Linked DNA regions of Mus musculus: all the other regions are linked to region 2. A link is a contact called in public HiChIP or PLAC-seq, Micro-C and promoter capture Hi-C data. All regions are on one chromosome and are shown on one strand. Each heading gives the region's core, a stretch centred on a gene start, on an enhancer-like site or on the middle of the called end of the contact. The rest is flanking DNA. Distances are from core to core; before and after follow the strand shown. Region 1 holds the start of Car9 (carbonic anhydrase 9). Region 2 holds the start of Gne (glucosamine (UDP-N-acetyl)-2-epimerase/N-acetylmannosamine kinase). Region 3 holds the start of Pax5 (paired box 5). Region 4 holds the start of Sit1 (suppression inducing transmembrane adaptor 1).

What was found. A called contact is a pair of places that touch in the nucleus more often than the background predicts. HiChIP or PLAC-seq counts read pairs in DNA pulled down with a chosen protein or histone mark. Capture Hi-C pulls out chosen DNA fragments and counts their contacts.
Region 1: a contact with region 2 is called in a promoter capture Hi-C map of adipose tissue. The contact joins the promoter of Car9 here to the promoter of Gne in region 2. A contact is called at or near these places in 2 of 39 promoter capture datasets (cranial neural crest and embryonic stem cells) and 2 of 9 other capture datasets (adipose tissue and pancreatic islet).
Region 3: a Micro-C map of embryonic stem cells shows a contact between it and region 2, with 3 times the contacts expected there. The contact joins the promoter of Pax5 here to the promoter of Gne in region 2. A contact is called at or near these places in 1 of 39 promoter capture datasets (stem cell-derived epiblast-like cells), 1 of 484 Hi-C or Micro-C datasets (embryonic stem cells) and 1 of 115 datasets of contacts at active chromatin or transcription factors (bone marrow-derived macrophages).
Region 4: an H3K27ac HiChIP or PLAC-seq map of double positive thymocytes shows a contact between it and region 2, with 2.8 times the contacts expected there. The contact joins the promoter of Sit1 here to the promoter of Gne in region 2. A contact is called at or near these places in 2 of 39 promoter capture datasets (cranial neural crest and embryonic stem cells) and 3 of 115 datasets of contacts at active chromatin or transcription factors (double positive thymocytes, memory CD8 T cells and regulatory T cell precursor).

Annotation. Positions count from the first base shown.
Region 1 is chr4:43,505,608-43,508,307 of GRCm38.p6, forward strand. Car9 (carbonic anhydrase 9) reads left to right here and starts at 1,419. Exons shown (of 11, transcript NM_139305.2): 1 at 1,419-1,788. The coding sequence starts at 1,449. Arhgef39 (Rho guanine nucleotide exchange factor (GEF) 39) reads right to left here. Exons shown (of 12, transcript NM_001013377.3): 2 at 2,170-2,356.
Region 2 is chr4:44,071,208-44,074,132 of GRCm38.p6, forward strand. It overlaps Gne (glucosamine (UDP-N-acetyl)-2-epimerase/N-acetylmannosamine kinase), which reads right to left and starts at 1,510. Exons shown (of 12, transcript NM_001190414.2): 1 at 1,155-1,510.
Region 3 is chr4:44,709,431-44,712,252 of GRCm38.p6, forward strand. It overlaps Pax5 (paired box 5), which reads right to left and starts at 1,264. Exons shown (of 10, transcript NM_008782.3): 1 at 933-1,264. The coding sequence starts at 978. RefSeq lists a promoter at 1,496-2,822.
Region 4 is chr4:43,482,358-43,485,202 of GRCm38.p6, forward strand. It overlaps Sit1 (suppression inducing transmembrane adaptor 1), which reads right to left and starts at 1,352. Exons shown (of 5, transcript NM_019436.3): 1 at 1,181-1,352; 2 at 921-1,059; 3 at 773-831; 4 at 582-646; 5 at 1-491. The coding sequence starts at 1,226. The coding sequence ends at 258.

The DNA.
Region 1 (2,700 bases), core at 169-2,668, 570 kb before region 2:
ACTCATAGTTGTCTTCCACATGGCCTGATGTAAGAACTGGTCTCTGTCACGCTCTTCAAAAGACTTTATTTTACATCTATTTGGTGTATGTGTGTGTGTGTGCACATGCATGTGCCATGGCACACACAGGGGGCAGAGGGCAACTTGTAGTAGATGGTTCTCTCTTTCCACCATGTCGATTTTGGGGTTCCACCTCAGATCATCAGATTCGGTGGCAAGTGTCTTTACCCACTAAGCCATCTGACCAGTCTCTATTCAAAATGGTCCATGTCTCTTCTTTGTCCAGAATTCCAATCTCTTTACTGTGATTATTAACCAACCCCTCCCCGTGGGGCTTCTACCTCTGCTTCAAAGATGGGAACAGATTTTACCCACATCCATAGTTCCTTGAGGCAGAATTATGACATCTGTCCTCACTCGCTGGAGCGAGAGCTTCTCAGATAGGAGCCTTCGTTTTCATTTCCGCATCCCTAGTCCACAGCCCAGTGCCTAACATACCGTAGGTATTAAACAAATACGGCGTGCAAACATGAATGGCATTCTGGGCAACAAGACGGAGATTCACAAAGGCAGTGCAGAGTTTGGAGAGACGAATGAATAGTTTAGCTCTGGGAGCAAAGCTCAAGTGAAAGAGTGCTTGCATGGCACCCATGGCCCCCTGGAGTCAGTCTCCAGCACTGAAAAAGAAACAAACAAACAAAGCAAAAAAGTGCATGCGCGCAGGAGCACACACACACAAATTATCTGACCAGAACATTAGGTGGAAGAGCAAGAGACAAGACTGGTTTCTTGGGTGAGGTTTTGAAGACCTGGAAGTCGGGAAATAAAATGATCAGACTTTGGCAGGCAGTGGGGGGGGGGGGGTAACCATTAGAGTCTCATATGTAGATTCAAATAATCATGCTCAAATTTGCCTTCTACTTAGCTGTGAGCCCCTCCACCTATTCACCCCTAGGCTCCTCCAGGGTCTTAACCTGCCCCCTTACCCAAGACCTGACTGGGCCAGGATACATGCATGGATTTCTTGCCTCCTCAGCCCAACTCCACGGGGGCCCAGCTTCCTTCTTTCCCCTGCCCTGCCAGGGCCGGGAAGCAGGCCAGGCCTAGCAGAGGCCAGGAGCTGGGTGGTGCCAGGGAGAACCTATACAGTGCCAGGTGGTGCCTTGGGTTCCAAGCTGAGCTGGTGATCCTGATAACCTTCTTTCTGCCTATGAACACACCTGCCCCTCACCCCAACCCTACCCATTACCGCACCAATGTCCAGGCTTTGATATCGGGGAGGGGGCATAGGGCCAGACAGAACCTGTGGGACTTTGGCTCCATCTCTACAAAAGGGCACTGTGAGTCAGCCTGCTCCCCTCAAGGCTTGCTCCTCCCCTACCCAGCTCCTATTTCCGATGCACGTACAGCCCGTCCACAGTGTGTCCTGGGACACCCCAGTCAGCTGCATGGCCTCCCTGGGCCCCAGCCCCTGGGCCCCTTTGTCGACCCCAGCCCCTACTGCACAGCTGCTGCTGTTCCTGCTGCTCCAAGTGTCTGCTCAGCCCCAGGGCCTGTCCGGGATGCAGGGGGAGCCCTCCTTGGGAGACAGTTCATCTGGGGAGGATGAGCTGGGCGTGGATGTTCTGCCCAGTGAAGAGGATGCACCTGAAGAGGCGGATCCACCCGATGGGGAGGATCCACCTGAAGTTAATTCTGAAGACAGGATGGAGGAGTCCCTTGGGTTAGAGGATCTATCGACTCCCGAGGCTCCTGAGCACAGTCAAGGTTCCCACGGGGATGAAAAAGGTAAGTGGTCATTAACTTCCAAATCTAGGCTCAGGTAAGTTTATGCCTTGTCCTCCCCCACTCCCCTCTCTTCCCCGAAATGCTAGCTGAGAGCATTCGGCAATTATACTCTAATAGGTAGTCTTTCCCCCCTAAAAGGAGAGAAGAAAAAAAAAGCCGAGAATAGGGGGAAATTAAAGAGGAAATAGAACTGGGAATGGACAGAGGGGGAAAATAAGTGTGTGTGTGTGTGTGTGTGTGTGTGTGTGTGAAGAGAGGGAGGTAGAGAGAATGAGAGACAGACAGACAGAGACAGACACAGAGAGACAGAGACAGAGAGATGAAAAGGGAAGAGAAGGGGGCTCCTGGAAGACACACAAGGAGCTCACAGCCGTTACTCACCTATGATTTGCGGTGTGGGAAAAGACAGGTGGAGGAACTTTGGTTTGCTCTGGGGGCGGAGGATGAGATAAGGTCTTATTGTGTAGATCGGATTGGCCTTGAACTAGTTCTGCCCTTTACCTTCTTCTTCCTCCGAGTTCTGGGATTTCAGGTGTGTGCGCCACCGTGCTTGGCTCTAAGCCAGGAACTTTAGACAGGAAAGAGAGATGAGTGGGAAGGTGGGTGAGTAAGGGAAAAAGAACGATGATTTGGATCTCAAACTGAAGCCGTGCCTACAGACCCTAGTTTGCAAACTATCGGTAGGGCTACTGATGGCTCCTGCAGTGATGGTGGCGGTGGCGGAGTCCCAGCTGGTGGTAGTCCACTGTGCTTCACACCAGCCTTGCTACATTCCTTTCTATTACGTGCAACACTCTTGTAAGACATCCGGGGCTGTGAGGCCCCCTGCCAGAGCGGGAGGGAATATTTTTTTATTCTGGGCACTGGGAAGGGACTGGGCTGTAAGAGTGGGCTTATTAATTCTTCTCATTT
Region 2 (2,925 bases), core at 260-2,759:
TCTATCAATTCTATGCCTGTCTCACACACAGAACAACCTCACCAGCTCTCCCCTACGTTTCTTTCACCTTGTTGGAGACAGGCTCTCTAAAAACAAAAACAAAAACAAACAAAACAAAACAAAAACAAAAAACAAAAAAACCCAAGGCTTCCGGATTGCTGTTATTACAGCTGCTCGAATTATAGGACCGGTTTTACTGGGTTTGGAGCACCCAAACTCAAGTCAAGTTTGAAGCGTTACACCAGCAGCAGCAGCAGCAGCAGCAGCAGCAATCTCCCTGGCTCCGAGAAATGGCAATGCTCACAAACTACATTCAACTCAATTGTGCTTTTATAAATGCTGCAAAAGGATAAGTGAATGTCCCAACCACGAGAAAGTATAAGCACACTTGTGCAAGCAGTCACCAGCAGAGAAACAACAGTAAAGTAAACGTTTGCTAAGTGCTTCCTCCAGCAGTGGGCTAACACGGCGTTAGACACGTTATTCCATCCTCATTTTCTCTACTATACAGACAGGGACACTGAGGTGTAGAAAAAAAAATCCACTTGATCTAAATCACAGTTAGTTAATGACTGATAGAACTTCAATTCAAAGCCAAGTCTAGATGACCTTCCTACACGCAGGTCACTGCCGCACACACCCTCTACCTTGTGTGTATATTCCACAAACATCCACGGGTGCAAACCTTTCCGGAGAACTTGAGACACTCCTTTCTTTCACTCAGAGCGGATGGAACTCACCGCAATAAAAAGGGAAGGGCTGTACAGAGTTCTCAGAACCCTGCTGCCCAGCTATAATAATTCAGTTTGATGTTCCTTCCAGAGCCCCTACAGTCGGGCTAAACCATTATCTTTACTGTGAAACCATTCCCCGCCGCCACACCCCTCCTATCGAGGTGCAAAGCCGATCTATTCTTTCCTCTAACAATTTTACAAGCCTGTTCAAGGACGGATATAAACGTCTATCAAATTTCCAAGGACACCGAGTGTCCAGACAGTCAGAGTTGGGCAAGCCTCCAAGAAGTCCCTCGGTGCAAACCCTCTCCCCACCTAGGCAGTGCTGGGCCCCCGCAGCTATCTCACGTCTCTGCCCAGGGACCCAGGGCCGTGCCGCCTGCTGCGTGCACGGATGGGCTGGACCCTGGCCAGGCCTACCTCTGCAAGCCCCGGTCCCCATTCACCCGCACGCTGAGTCTGACAGCTCCGGGATCCCACGCCGGAGCAACGCACCGGGCGGGAGAGGCGCCCTGCTGCGTAGAACCCGGACGCCCAGCGCGAGGCCCACAGCTGCAGCAGAGGTGCCGGAGCCTGGCACGATGCTCGTGAGTCACCGACTGACTCGTGGCCTCCGCCGGGTTAGTTCCCTCCGGCGCCACCTCGGCACTTGGCAGGCTCGCGTCCAGCGGGTCCACAGGGCAGGCCCCGGCAAGCGCACCCGGTGGCTTCCGCTACCCGGCGCCGCTCGACGACTCGGCGCTCGACCCAGCCCCAGCCATTGCTCCTGCATTCGCAACGCACACCCCGGCTCCCGCGGAGCGCCGAACGGTCGATCGCTCCGGCTCCGCCTGCACCGGGTCCCAGCCCCTCCTTGGCGTATTTCTGTTGGTCAGTCGTGTGGCGCACCTTCCGCTGTCGTGTCGCCTCTGGTAGTGGCATCCACTCGGTTTGCTGACCCTTATTCTCGCCTGAGGGTGTTCTCTCCTCTGGCAGAGCCCACAGTTAAGCCCGAGTTCTCCCACGAGATGGTTGTTTTAGCTTTGCACCCAAGCTGAGTGCCATCTCGTGGACCAAACTCCAAGGCAACTCAGTGTCGGTAGTCCTAGAGTGCACCCTGGAATTTAAGCTTTGCCACCCCTGCCACGAGGCTCTGGCTGAGTGCAGCGTGACAATACACATGCTAGTCAGCTCTGAGTTATCTGTCACTCCAGGGATCTAGGCAATTCTATTACCAAATTTGGGCCTCACAGTTTTTCCCCTTGAAGCCAAATTCTGTCACCTGTTCTCCATAAGTTAATGAGAACAGAGTTACTAGTAAAAAAAAAAAAAAAAAGCAAAAAAACGGAGGTTAATTCAATGTGGCCATGTTGGGAAGAGGGACAAAGATATCCAAAGACATATCCCCTGGATCCATTTTGGGACCTCAGATTTTAGGTTAAAATATATAGAGTTCGAGATGTGCACATCTAAGAGGTCCAGGGCAAGCTGTAGCCCACCTGTCACTGTCTGGACTCTAACTTCCCCAGCAAAGTGGCAGTCACAAATTGTCAGTCCCGTGTGAAGTCTCTTTTCAGCACCAGCATTCGGTCTTTTCCTTCTCTGAGTATGAGATTCTTGGGGAAAATTTCAGGGTTTTTTGAGGCCATAGTTTCAATAGTCTGATAGATTGAGGTACACAGACATCTCAAGAATATCTGCTAGACTAATTGCAGATCCAAGACCCAGGAAGGTGGGGAGCGGCCTGTGCTGCTAGCTCCTGATGAAGGTTGGTTTTGTTTTGTTTTTAAGATTTTATTTTAGCTTATTTTTATCATGTATATGGGGTAGGGGGGTGGGGCAGAGGATGTGTACACATTAGAGTGCACATGTCAAAGTCCAGAAGAGGGTAACAGATACCCTGGAGCTGAAGTTAGAGATCGTGGTGAACCTCCTGACATGGGTGACATTTCCCACAGCTAGGTGCAAGAGAATGAGAAGCTAGACAGTATTCTGAACAGCACAGCTGCACCTGTGTCTCAAACAACAACAAAAAGTCACAAGTGAAACTTTCAGATCTACTTTTTTAGGTTGTTTTTTTTTTTTTTTTTTTGAGACAGGATCTTACACTGTACCTAGCTGAAACTGGCACGGGATTGACTGTGTAGCCCAGACTGGTCTCAAGCCACGTCAGTCCTCCTGCCTCAGCTTCCATTGGGGGTTCTTGCTATAA
Region 3 (2,822 bases), core at 14-2,513, 640 kb after region 2:
TGTGTGTACACTGTCAAAATGTCATCAGTAGTCCACAGACTGTTCTTACCTACCAAAGTTGTGCTTGCTGTAGGAGACCCTTGTACACAAATGCTAAATGCAACACTACACTAATGAGACAGTGCACACTGCACAGTGAGAGCTTAATTGCCCTGAATTCACATCACTTTTGATTCTATCTCTCAATATTATAAGACTTAGGCCTGGCAGCACATGTGTTGTATACTATACCCCTAGTAGGCCCCAGAGCTATACCAGTGCTAGAGACAAGCACTTTTGTATGTATTGGTATGTACACATTGGGCAGCTGTTGACATCCAAAAATGGAGGGGTCAGAGAACCACCTCTTTCTTACTTCCAAAATCACTTGGGATATAGAGATGACCAGACCTCTTAAGCAGTAGATGTCCAGTGAGTGAGATGCTTATCAAACTATATACACAGAATTTACACAAACACACATCTTGGAGTCTTAAAAAGAACGCACACAAACACTAACTCATAAACACATGCTAATATGCTCAAGGCAAGATACAAGCTAGTAAAGATGCCAACAGGCGTACAAACTCAAACTGAACACCTATTTGGGGTAACACAAACTCCTGCACACATTGATCTCCTCAAGTGAGCACACAGATCCAAACTTGAACATCTCCAGATTAACACCAACACAAGTATCAGAAACAGAATCAAACAAAACCAAAGAAAACAGGCCTCCTTGAAGACACCTTGACGGACTAGTGAAAACCATGTGAACGCACTGTAGAAGGACAGGCCTTTTCCTGAGAAAACTACACACACACACACACACACACACACACACACACACAAACACACACACCTTTCTTCTTGCATGGATATTAGCATGGATACTAGCACTGGGTAGTGTCCCAGAGTAAGCATGGATGAATCCCGTTTCGCGGTGTTCCTACCTGTCCTGATGGTCCGAGGAGTCGGGTAATTTTTCTCTAAATCCATTTCGATATTTCAGGACTTGATGAAATGGACAGCGAGGAAAAGTTTCCACTTTTTTTGGGGTGTCTTTTTTCCTTTTCTTTCTTTTTTCTTTTCTTTTTTCTTTCTTTGTTTTATTTTCTTTTCTCCCTCTTTTTCTTTCTTCCTTTCCTCTTTCTTTCTTTCTTTCTTTCTTTCTTTCTTTCTTTCTTTCTTTCTTTCTTTCTTTCTTTCTTTTTTTTGGTGCTGGGGCCCGCTCACAAGTCGGAATAATTGAAGCCTTCCGCTCCCCCGCCGAGCTGGGGTAGCTGATCACTGAGCTGAAACTAAACGTTTTAGGTGGAAAAAAAGCGTCCGAAGGCACCGTGAAATGATTAAGGAACTAAAGAGCTTCTCGCCATGTGAGATCATGTCCTGTTCTCGCCAACATCACAAGATGTCCCCAGACACGTCGCGCCCCCGGCGCACCGCCCCGCACTGCGGGCCAAGAACCAGGGAAAGGGTGTCAGCTCTGCGGCCTGCCCAGCGTGCCAGACGGGGCGGACCAGGCCTGGCCGAAGGTGTGCAAGAGGCCCAGAGAGCAGCAATGCCGCCTCGGTGCCGCCTTGGACTTTTATAGGGGGTTGGGGGCAGGGAAGGAAAGATTCAGACTGCGCCCGGCCCGGCGTTAGTCGCGCGCCTAGGGGAAGGAGAACCTGAGTCACAGGGTCGTACCCGCTTCCAAACCTGTGTCTGGGGGTCGCGGCCCTGTGCGCTTTTGCTCTACATGTAAACTCTGCTTTGTGAGGGCCAGTAGGCCCATTTTTTTATTTTAAAGAAAGAACAATTCTGCCAAGCAAGTGGTTTTGAACCCTGTACTAGCACAATTGTCAACCACAGGGGATGCTCCAGCATCCTCAGATTCACCCCTAGGGCGGCGCCCGCCCTCGGGGTTCCCAACTACCCCACCCCCAACTCAATTGCAACCTCCATAGGTCTGCTGGGCTCATCTTCCAGGGCAGCTTCAGATCACTACAGTATCTAGGTCCCATTCAGCCACCAGGTCCCAGATCTCCCCTTTAGAACTCGACCCTTTTTACCCCAGAGCCCAGAGGTTCAGCGGAAAGCTGCTGATAAAACCCGGTCCTCTGCTTTTGGAGCACCCGGGCCAAGCAGAACCATCCTAGCAGGCTCGGAGAACAGGCAAAAATTCTGGACACCTTACCCAGGCCCCTAAATGGAATCCCACTGCCCTCGGGCCAAGAGACCTTGTAGCATCCCCGAGTTCCCAGACTTGATTTTCCAGAGAGAAAATCGGTTGCAGAGGAACTAGGTAAAGGTGTGGTGTCCAACCTCGCTCCCTGCCGTCCGAGCTCAAGCCTCCTCTACTCTGCTCCCTCCCCAGTCTGAATTCCAAGCGGCTGGGTTTGGCCGCGAGAAGCCTATAGAGCCCCGTTGCGGGGGTGGTCGCAGGGGAAGGTTCTCCAGGGCGGGTGAGCGCTCTAGGGCCACTGGACAATGGCAGTTTCGGAAAGTGAATCGCTCTCCGAGAGTGTTTGTTTGATTTTTTTTTTTTTGGAGGGGGGTGGTCACGAGGCTGGGCTGCAACCTAGGGGAGAGAGCCTAGAGTTCGAGGATAGGGGGAGGGGTCAGTGGGCACCGGACATCGCAAATTCACTGAGCAGATTTCGCCACAATTGGAAACGTGGCTGTGGATTCCCGGGAGTCCCCCACCCCCACCAAGTAGTCTGCGTAGTCCCCTGTGCCACCCCTCCCTGCAGCCTGTGGGTCCGGGTCTCATCTGCGGTTTGATTTTTGGCGGTCCTGGAGCTTTAGACTGTCGTCTGCGTCCGGGCCTCTGCTCCCGCTTCCCGCCCTTCCGCCTCGCG
Region 4 (2,845 bases), core at 102-2,601, 590 kb before region 2:
CAACGAGTTTGGGGGCTTACAGGAGAACGTAGAAAAGGTAAGTGTGGAGATCTCTCTTTGCAACTCCTTCCTCAGGAAACCAGGAGGCTTCCGACTCTGAGATGTATGGACGCTGTCATGCAACTTAGGATGCTCCTGCCACTCAGCAAAGTCTCAATGCCCTGGAGGTGGTTAGAAACCAAACATGCCCTAGCCAGGACAGCAGGAGTCCCTGACCCAGTAGCTGAGCCATGGGTGCCCACAGTTCCAGGTCCTCCTCAGCTGGGTGCAGGCTGGCTGTTGGCATAGGCTTGATCTGGGAAGGAAGCCCGGCCTCTGCGGGTCTGGGCACACACGGAGGCATAAAGTTCCGGCTCAGGGCCTGGGGCCTGGGGCTTTGGCTCAGAGTCCAGCACCACCTCACAGTACTTGATGGGGTTTCCAGAGCTGGGGATCCGACCTTGAGCTGGTCGCAGCTGCAGGCTAGTGTAGCACATGGCCTCCTCCGCCCCCTGGAGATGCGAAGCTGTTAGTTGGTCTCTGCACCCTCGGGAATGGGCCCCATTTCCTTTCCTCCCCCTTTCTTCGGCCAGCTGACTCACCCTGGCAAGGCCTCCAGAGGATGGTGGGTCCTGCTCTTCTGACCTTGGTTCTTGAGACAGCCGACCTGGGACAAAGGCACAGCAATCTGATGAGCTCCTGATTGCCCCTGGTGTCTCCATTATCTCCATCTCCATCCCGTGTACTAGGAGTCGGCCCTTGTGCCCTCATCCTCCCTGACCGCATCACCTACCTGTCTGTAAATAGTGCAGGTTGCCATACAGGGGAACTTCTTCCGCGGACCTTCCGGAGCTGCAGCAGAGAGTTTGAGAGTGAATGGGGACTTTTTTTAGTTAAGAGAGAGGTACTCAGTTAACCCACCCCAGTTATCCTTCACTCACAGTGGTCCCTGTCCCTCCTGGTTCCTTCTCCGACCACGGGTCCACTGGGACAAGAGTGCAGCCAATGAGATGAGAAGCAGCACCGTCACAACTCCTAAGAGGGCCCACAGTCCCCACGCGTGGCTTATGGAGGGGATCCCTGTGGATGCAAGTGGATGGGGCTGTTACTACCCTCCACAAGCCCCTTCCCCAGCCGGGATCAGATAGAACATGGAACCACATAACCCCTCCCCCAGGAGTCCCTGCCCCGCCCAGCTTACCCCATGCGAGTTGATCGTCAGTGGTACAGTTGTAATCTCTGCTCATGACTGCTGCTGGTGTGAGAGTCAGGGGTCAGTCCTACTTATGGCCTGACAGCTTGTCACAGCCCCCACAACCCGAATGTCTCCTTAAACCTGGCCTCCACAGCTCAGCATCGCCAACACTGACAGTGTCAAAGTTGCTGGTTTCCGGAGAGGAAGGCAGAGAGGAGGGATGAGCAAAAGAACAAAGACCCCGCCCTGTGCCTGCACCTGCATCACCCAGAACTCTCTGAAATCATCAGCTCTCTGAAATCCCCGTGTCTCTGAGTCCCCTTGAGCAGGGAGTAGACCGCATGCAGCTGAGTCCACGGAGACTCTGAAGAGCACAGGTGGCACGAGACAGGAATGAAAGGACAGGAGCCCTTAGCCACGGAATTTCACCTTTTCTCTCTGGCTCACATTGCCATGAAGGAGGTTTATGCTCAATGATTGTAGCTTTAGAATTCACAGCTCCACTACCGGTGGAAATAGTTGCATTTCTTTCTGTAGCCCAGGCTGGCTTCAAACTCATTATGAACTTGAACTCCTGACCTCCCTTCCTCCACCCACCAAGTTCTGGAATTACAGCCATGGAAAACCACCATGCCCAGTTGAGAAATACCTGTGTAACTATTGTTTTTGATACAAGTATTATAATTGGGGATAGGAAGATAGAGGAGGCTAATGTCTTTCCTCACAACCTACCTCATCTACACTGTCTGTGAGACCCTGTCACTACATTAATTGCATTAAAAGAATCTCTGACCCAGGCTAACTCAGGCAAACTGGGCCTGTTTTTGCAGTTAGTCACTTGCTAGAGAGACTAGGTGAGAGTTCCAAGGCTATGCAGTGAAACTCTGTCTCAGAGGTAGGGGTGGGGCTGGATAGCTCAGTCGGTAAAGGACTTGCCTAGAAATTGCAAAGACCTGAGTTTGAATCTCTAACACCCACATCAAAGCCAGGCTCAGTAGCACACTTCTGTAACCTTCTGTGGCGAGGGGACACAGGTGGATCACTACAGCTCACTGGCCAGCCAGTCTAGCTCCCTGTTAGGTGAGAGAACCTGTCTGAAAGAGTCAAAGAGAGAGTAATGGAGATGACACAAGAAGTCAATTTCCAGGCTGCGCGCGCACACACACACACACACACACACACACACACACACACACACACGAGAGCAGCTAGTTATGCAAGGGGCCCTTGGCACGAGCAGATCCCTCTACATCTAGAATCATTTTTTAAAAGTTTTATTTTTTTATTGTATATCTGCATGTACCTCCTGCACACCAGAAGGGGGCATCAGATTTCATCATTGCGATGGTTGTGAGCCACCATGTGGTTGCTGGGAATTGAACTCATGACCTCTGGAAGAGCAGCCAGTGCTCTTAACCTCTGAGCTATCTCTCCAGCCCTAGAATCAGTTTTTTTTGAGTTTGAAATTGTTAGGGTTTTGTTTTGTTCTGTTTTTGGCACAGTGTCTTCAACACCACAGATATTAAATAATTAAGTAACTAAATATTTTTACTTGTTAACCAGTAGATTTAAAATAACCAAGTTGAGCTGGCCATGATGGCTCATGCCTTTAAACCTAGCATTAAAAGGCAGAGGCAGGCAACTCTCTGTGAGTTCAGAGCCAGCCTGGTC